2 separate regions of the Pan troglodytes genome follow, and region 2 is linked to region 1. Evidence: chromatin contacts called from public Hi-C data. All regions are on one chromosome and are shown on one strand. Each heading gives the region's core, a stretch centred on a gene start, on an enhancer-like site or on the middle of the called end of the contact. The rest is flanking DNA. Distances are from core to core; before and after follow the strand shown. Region 1 has its middle 180 kb from the start of TSPAN5. Region 2 holds the start of EIF4E (eukaryotic translation initiation factor 4E).

Region 1 (2,560 bases), core at 33-2,532:
GAATGGAGTGATTTTGCAGTTTCGCCTGTTTCCGGCTGGCTTGGACAGGCGCCCTGGGAAGCCTGTGGGCTGAACAATGAGGAGCTGGAGCCCAGTGACCTGGCAGGCCACCCCAACTCCCTTTGTCATTTATTCCACGAAGCCCTCCTTCTCTAGGGAAATCCTGTTTAGACCTCCAATGAAGAACTGGGAAGCCCTCTATAAACGCTGGCCAGCAGGGTTTCATGGCCAGAGCTCTCTCCAGTGAGGCCATGGGGCTGCTTCTAGGTGCTGCCCAATTCCAGAGTGAGAAGCCTAGTCTTTGAGTGAGGAGGAAAATGCAGCATTTGCCTGAAAAATACATTAACATTGGCTTTATCATGATGACACAATAAAATCCATAGAAAATCTACACATGATAACAGACAAGGCAGTCAGATGGGGGTGGGGGGGTGGGTGGGGGCAGGGAGCACGGCAGAGAAGCCAAACTCTGAACTTGGAGCAAAGCCATCCTTAGACTCACCCGAGCCTTTTTGTTTGGAGGTGTTTGCCACAAAGAGTTTATAAAATTACAGTTTTAGGCCAGACAAGGTGGCTCACACCTGTAATCCCAGCACTTTGGGAGGCCAAAGCAGGATGATTGCTTGAGGACAGGAATTCAAGATTAGCCTGGGCAACATAGCAAGACCCTGTGTCTTAAAAAAATGAAAAAAAAATTTTTTTTAATTAGCTAGACCTGGCGTCATGCACCTGTACTCCCAGCGACTCTGGAGGCTGGGGCAGGAGGACAGCTTGAGCCCAGGAGTGAAGTATGATCGCACCACTGCACTCCATCCTGGTTGGCGGAGGAAGACCCTGTTTCTAACTTAATAAAATTACAGTTTTTAGAACTTCTTGAGGGATTAAGTACAGCTTGCTTTGGCGTTTTCATGCTGAGTGGTTCTCTTGTAAACTTGCCACTGGTGAGAGGAGGCTGATTTAGTCCCTTCCTGTTATCCATTAGCCGGGGCTAAACCTCTGGGGACCCGCACTGGCCATTGTGATTTATTTTTCCACTTCTAGGAATTCCCAAGTAAAGTAAATCTAAGGGAAGAGCAGGCGAGTTCACGGGCTTTCACTGTAAATATGCCCCGAAAGGAAAGCAGTAGCAGGCTTCCCACGCTCTTGCCCCATACCGAACGCACGCTTGCATTCTCCGTGGGGGAAAGCTACTTTTCGGATACGGAGCGGACCTTCAGGTGCGGTGTCAGCTCTTGCATTTGCAGAGCAACTCGTTTGAACGGGAACGTTTTAATGGCCTGCCCTCTAGTGTCGACCGCGTAAAACCACTCCGGTCTGGAGTTGGAATAGTTCAGGGATAAAAACACTGTATGTTCAGAGGCGCTTGTGCTTTGGAGAAACTTGAAGGTACACAGCTTATGTTGCCTGCTTAGGGCAGGTAGGTGTTTTATTTCCTTTACACGCTCCTGAAAATGGCAAGGCTTGTTTTGGAAAGATAAGAGAACAGGACGTTTTGCTCCCATCACCATCTATCCTGCTTAGGATCTTGCTGCTGGGAGTTTATCACGGCAGGATGGAGCTGGGCCTTGTCCTCCCACCAGTTTTCAAATGTGGTTTCTAGACGACGATGGTGACTGCCTAAAGCTGCTCATCTTCCAGGCAGAGGCACTGTCCTAAAGGTGTCCTCAATGGGGCTGGGAGGACAATGCTCTGCACCCTCCCTCCCAGGGAACACCACCCTCCATTGGAACTTCAGAGGTTTTTGTGACAAAAGGCCCCAGGACCCTGGTTTGCACTTCAATTCCTCTTCAAAATGAGCAACTCTCCAGAAACAAGGAATAGAACATCTTTATATTTCTTCTAAAACCACCAGTGTGTTACTTCTACACACTGTACTTAGAAATACACACATATATGCATACATACCACCAGTGTGAATCACCTGGATTTTGCTTTGGTCTTGTCAGAAGCGTTTGAACCAGAACAACTCCATTGTGAATAGGACCTGGGTAAAATGAGGCTGAAACCTACTGGGCTATATTCCCAGATGGCTAGGCATTCTAAGTCACAGGACAAGATAGAAGGTTGGCACAAGACACAGGTCATAGACACCTTGCTGATAAAACAGGTTGCAGTAAAGAAGCCCACAAAAACCAAGATGGCGATGAGAGTGACCTCTGGTCGTCCTCACTGCTACACTCCCACCAACGCCATGACAGTTTACAAATGCCATGGCAATGTCAGGAAGTTACCCTACATGGTCTAGAAAAGGGAGACATGACTAATCCACCCCTCGTTTAGCACATCATCAAAAAATGACCATAAAAATGGGCAATTGGCAACCCTGAGAACTCCTCTGTCTATGGAGTAGCCATTCTTTTATTCCTTTTTTTTTGTTAATAAATTTGCTTTCACTTTATAGACTCACCCTGAGGATGGCTTGAGCCCAGGAGTTTGAGACTAGCCTGGGCAACATAGTGAGACCGTCTCCCTACAAAAAATTTTTCTAATTGGTGGACATGGTGACACAAGCCTATAATTCCAGCTATGTTGGAGGCTGAGGTGGGAGGATTGCTTGAGC
Region 2 (2,560 bases), core at 26-2,525, 460 kb before region 1:
GTGGGGAAGGGGAAAATAGGACATCTATGCTGTCTTTTTCTCTTCAAAGAAGGTAACCTGACACCACTTCTAACCAGCAGAAAATAACAACGCGGTCAACAGAATTATTTTGGATAGTCTAAGTAACAGTAGATAGTCTCTGTAAGTAGAAATCCACTTATCCGTTTATTATCATTATGTTTTTTTTTTGGAAATGGAGTCTCGCTGTGTCGCCCAGACTGGAGTGCAGTGGCGGGATCTTGGCTCACTGCAACCTCCACCTCCCAGGTTCAAGTGATTCTCCTGCCTCAGCCTCCTGAGTAGCTGAGACTACAGGCAGGTGCCACTATGCCTGGCTAATTTTTGTATTTTTAGTAGAGACAGGGTTTCACCATGTTGGTCAGGCTGGTCTCGAACTCCTGACCTCAGGTGATCCGCCCACCTTGGCCTCCCAAAGGGCTGGGATTACAGGCGTGGGCCACTGCGCCTGGCTTGTTAATTCTATCTACTTTAAAACCTAGTAGAGCTAAGCCCACTAGACAAAAGCTTTCATTAATCACTTCTGATATTCAGGTAAACCAAAACATATGAACAGGCAATGGCTTTGAGTTCTCATACAGCCTCAATTATGTGTTAGTCAACTCAAGCATCCATTATGTACTCAATAATAGGTATGACACAGCTCTGGACCTCATTAACACTATAAGCAGACAGGCACAGGCAGCCTGCATACACTCCTTTTCCTGGTGTCAACATTATTTAAAAGCATGGGAAATAGTAATGAGACAGTGTCTTCTTCATTAGAACCTTAGGAGTCTACTAGATTTCTTCATCTCTATTTGTTGTTATTAGTAGCCAAACTGTGCAAAAAACATGGTCTTGAGAAATGATAGCACAGTATCTTAGAGGGAAAGGAAATGTAGGATGCCAGTGTGGGGACAAATTTCTGATTGCCAGTGATTGTTGTGAGCATAACAATAATTTCATGAACGTTAAAGCCTCTATTGAGGGCAGCTGCAGTTGTAAAGGAAAAAAAAAGGTCTTGAACATTTAAAACTACACTGGTGTACATCATAATCAAACAAAGTAAACAGAAAAAAATTTAAACTTTGCTAAAAAAAAAAAAAGCAGAAGCACTTGATCTTTAGGAAGGCACGCAGCTGCTTATTATGAATCATTTCTAGAGTCCGATGCATTTTCAAAGCCGGTTACAGTCATTACAAAGCACACCCTTGTGAGGTAAGTGTATCATCACCTTTGGTTCATAAATAAAAAAGCTGAGACGCCGAGCGATTAAGTCACTCGCCTAAGGAGAATGAGTCAACGTCAAGAGTCATAGTTGACCCGGCCTAAAGACTCCAGACCATCAGTCCAGGGCTTAGTCAGCGGGGCCCGGAGTGGCTTCCCTGGCTGGCATCTGGACTTAGGCTATTTCCGTGCACGTAAAAGCGGAATATTGGAACGGTTGCACAGAACTTCCAAATAATTTTTACCGCCACGCAAGATTTAGCCCTGAGGTCTTAATCTCAGGATTTGGGACAGTAAAAGCTGTCGTCCCTCCCCCTCGTCCAGCCGGTGGCAAGCGAGTACTGCGGGCGGTTCCGTCCGTCCCCTTTCGCAGAAATGGCAACGAATGACCACCAGCATTAGCTGAGCCAGGGGACGTGGGAGGGCTGATTGCCTAAACGACTCTGCATCGCCGCCTCTTTTTGAAACTAAGAGAAAATGGTGGGAGATCAAAAGAAAACTAAATAAACACACAGGCAACTTGTCCTGGGACCTCAACTAAGCAAATGAAGCCTTATTGTGTGTGCTGAGCCTGCAGTTCCCAACCTTCCGGGGAAGATGGGAGGACAGGGCGACAAAGGGCAGAGTAGGCTTGCCTGGCAGTAAGTGTGACCGCAGCTATCCAGGCGGAAGAGCAGAGGACTGAAACCACCCTCCAGCAAGCGAGTGTCCGCCGCGTTGAGAACCGCGCACCCTACCCATCGGCCACGTGACCAGTCCTTTTTAAAAAAAATTTCTTTACCTTAAAAAAAAAAAAGGTGGGGGAGAGACTCCACTTCCCAGAAGCCTCTCGTTACTCACGCAGCCGCAGTCTTGCGCAGGCGCCGCCAGGGCCAAACGGACATATCCGTCACGTGGCCAGAAGCTGGCCAATCCGGTTTGAATCTCATTTTTTTCCTCTTACCCCCCCTTCTGGAGCGGTTGTGCGATCAGATCGATCTAAGATGGCGACTGTCGAACCGGTGAGTATTGCCTTTGGCCCCCACCCCCACGGGTCCCCGCGCTCTGTCTTCCTTCTGACTGGGGGACTCCGCGGGACGGCGTTCCCGGCGCGCACTGTACCCCTTGCCGCCCCCTCCCCCTCATGTTGGACCTGACCTCCCGCGGACAAGTGGGGACGTCCCGGAGGCTGGCCGAGGCGGCGTGTAGCGCACACTTTCTGGTGGGGGCCCGAGAACTGGGGGAGCGGTGTGGGGGAGGGGCGGCGTGGCGCCTCCTGCGGAACCGCGAGGTGTCTACAGGGTGGAGGGTAGCTGGGGTTCTGGGCTGGGTATGCGGGGATGGTGTCTTCATG

Evidence for each region. Hi-C and Micro-C count contacts between places; a contact is called where the count stands out from the background.
Region 2: a contact with region 1 is called in a Hi-C map of stem cell-derived neural progenitor cells, with 4 times the contacts expected there. The contact joins the promoter of EIF4E here to the enhancer-like site in region 1. A contact is called at or near these places in 1 of 7 Hi-C or Micro-C datasets (stem cell-derived neural progenitor cells) and 1 of 1 datasets of contacts at active chromatin or transcription factors (stem cell-derived excitatory neurons).

The regions. Positions count from the first base shown.
Region 1 is chr3:99,903,938-99,906,497 of NHGRI_mPanTro3-v2.0_pri, reverse strand. No RefSeq gene overlaps it. Among named protein-coding and RNA genes, the nearest start is that of TSPAN5, 180 kb to the left of the region's middle. Within about 2 kb of position 1,282, at least 8 of the 24 cell types and tissues checked have an H3K27ac peak or open chromatin away from gene starts, as enhancers often do. A contact at or near this core is called in stem cell-derived neural progenitor cells, where this site is marked.
Region 2 is chr3:100,362,763-100,365,322 of NHGRI_mPanTro3-v2.0_pri, reverse strand. EIF4E (eukaryotic translation initiation factor 4E) reads left to right here and starts at 1,275. Exons shown (of 7, transcript NM_001246470.1): 1 at 1,275-2,228. The coding sequence starts at 2,211. It overlaps LOC104006140 (a long non-coding RNA gene), which reads right to left and starts at 1,943. Exons shown (of 7, transcript XR_008547570.2): 1 at 1,863-1,943.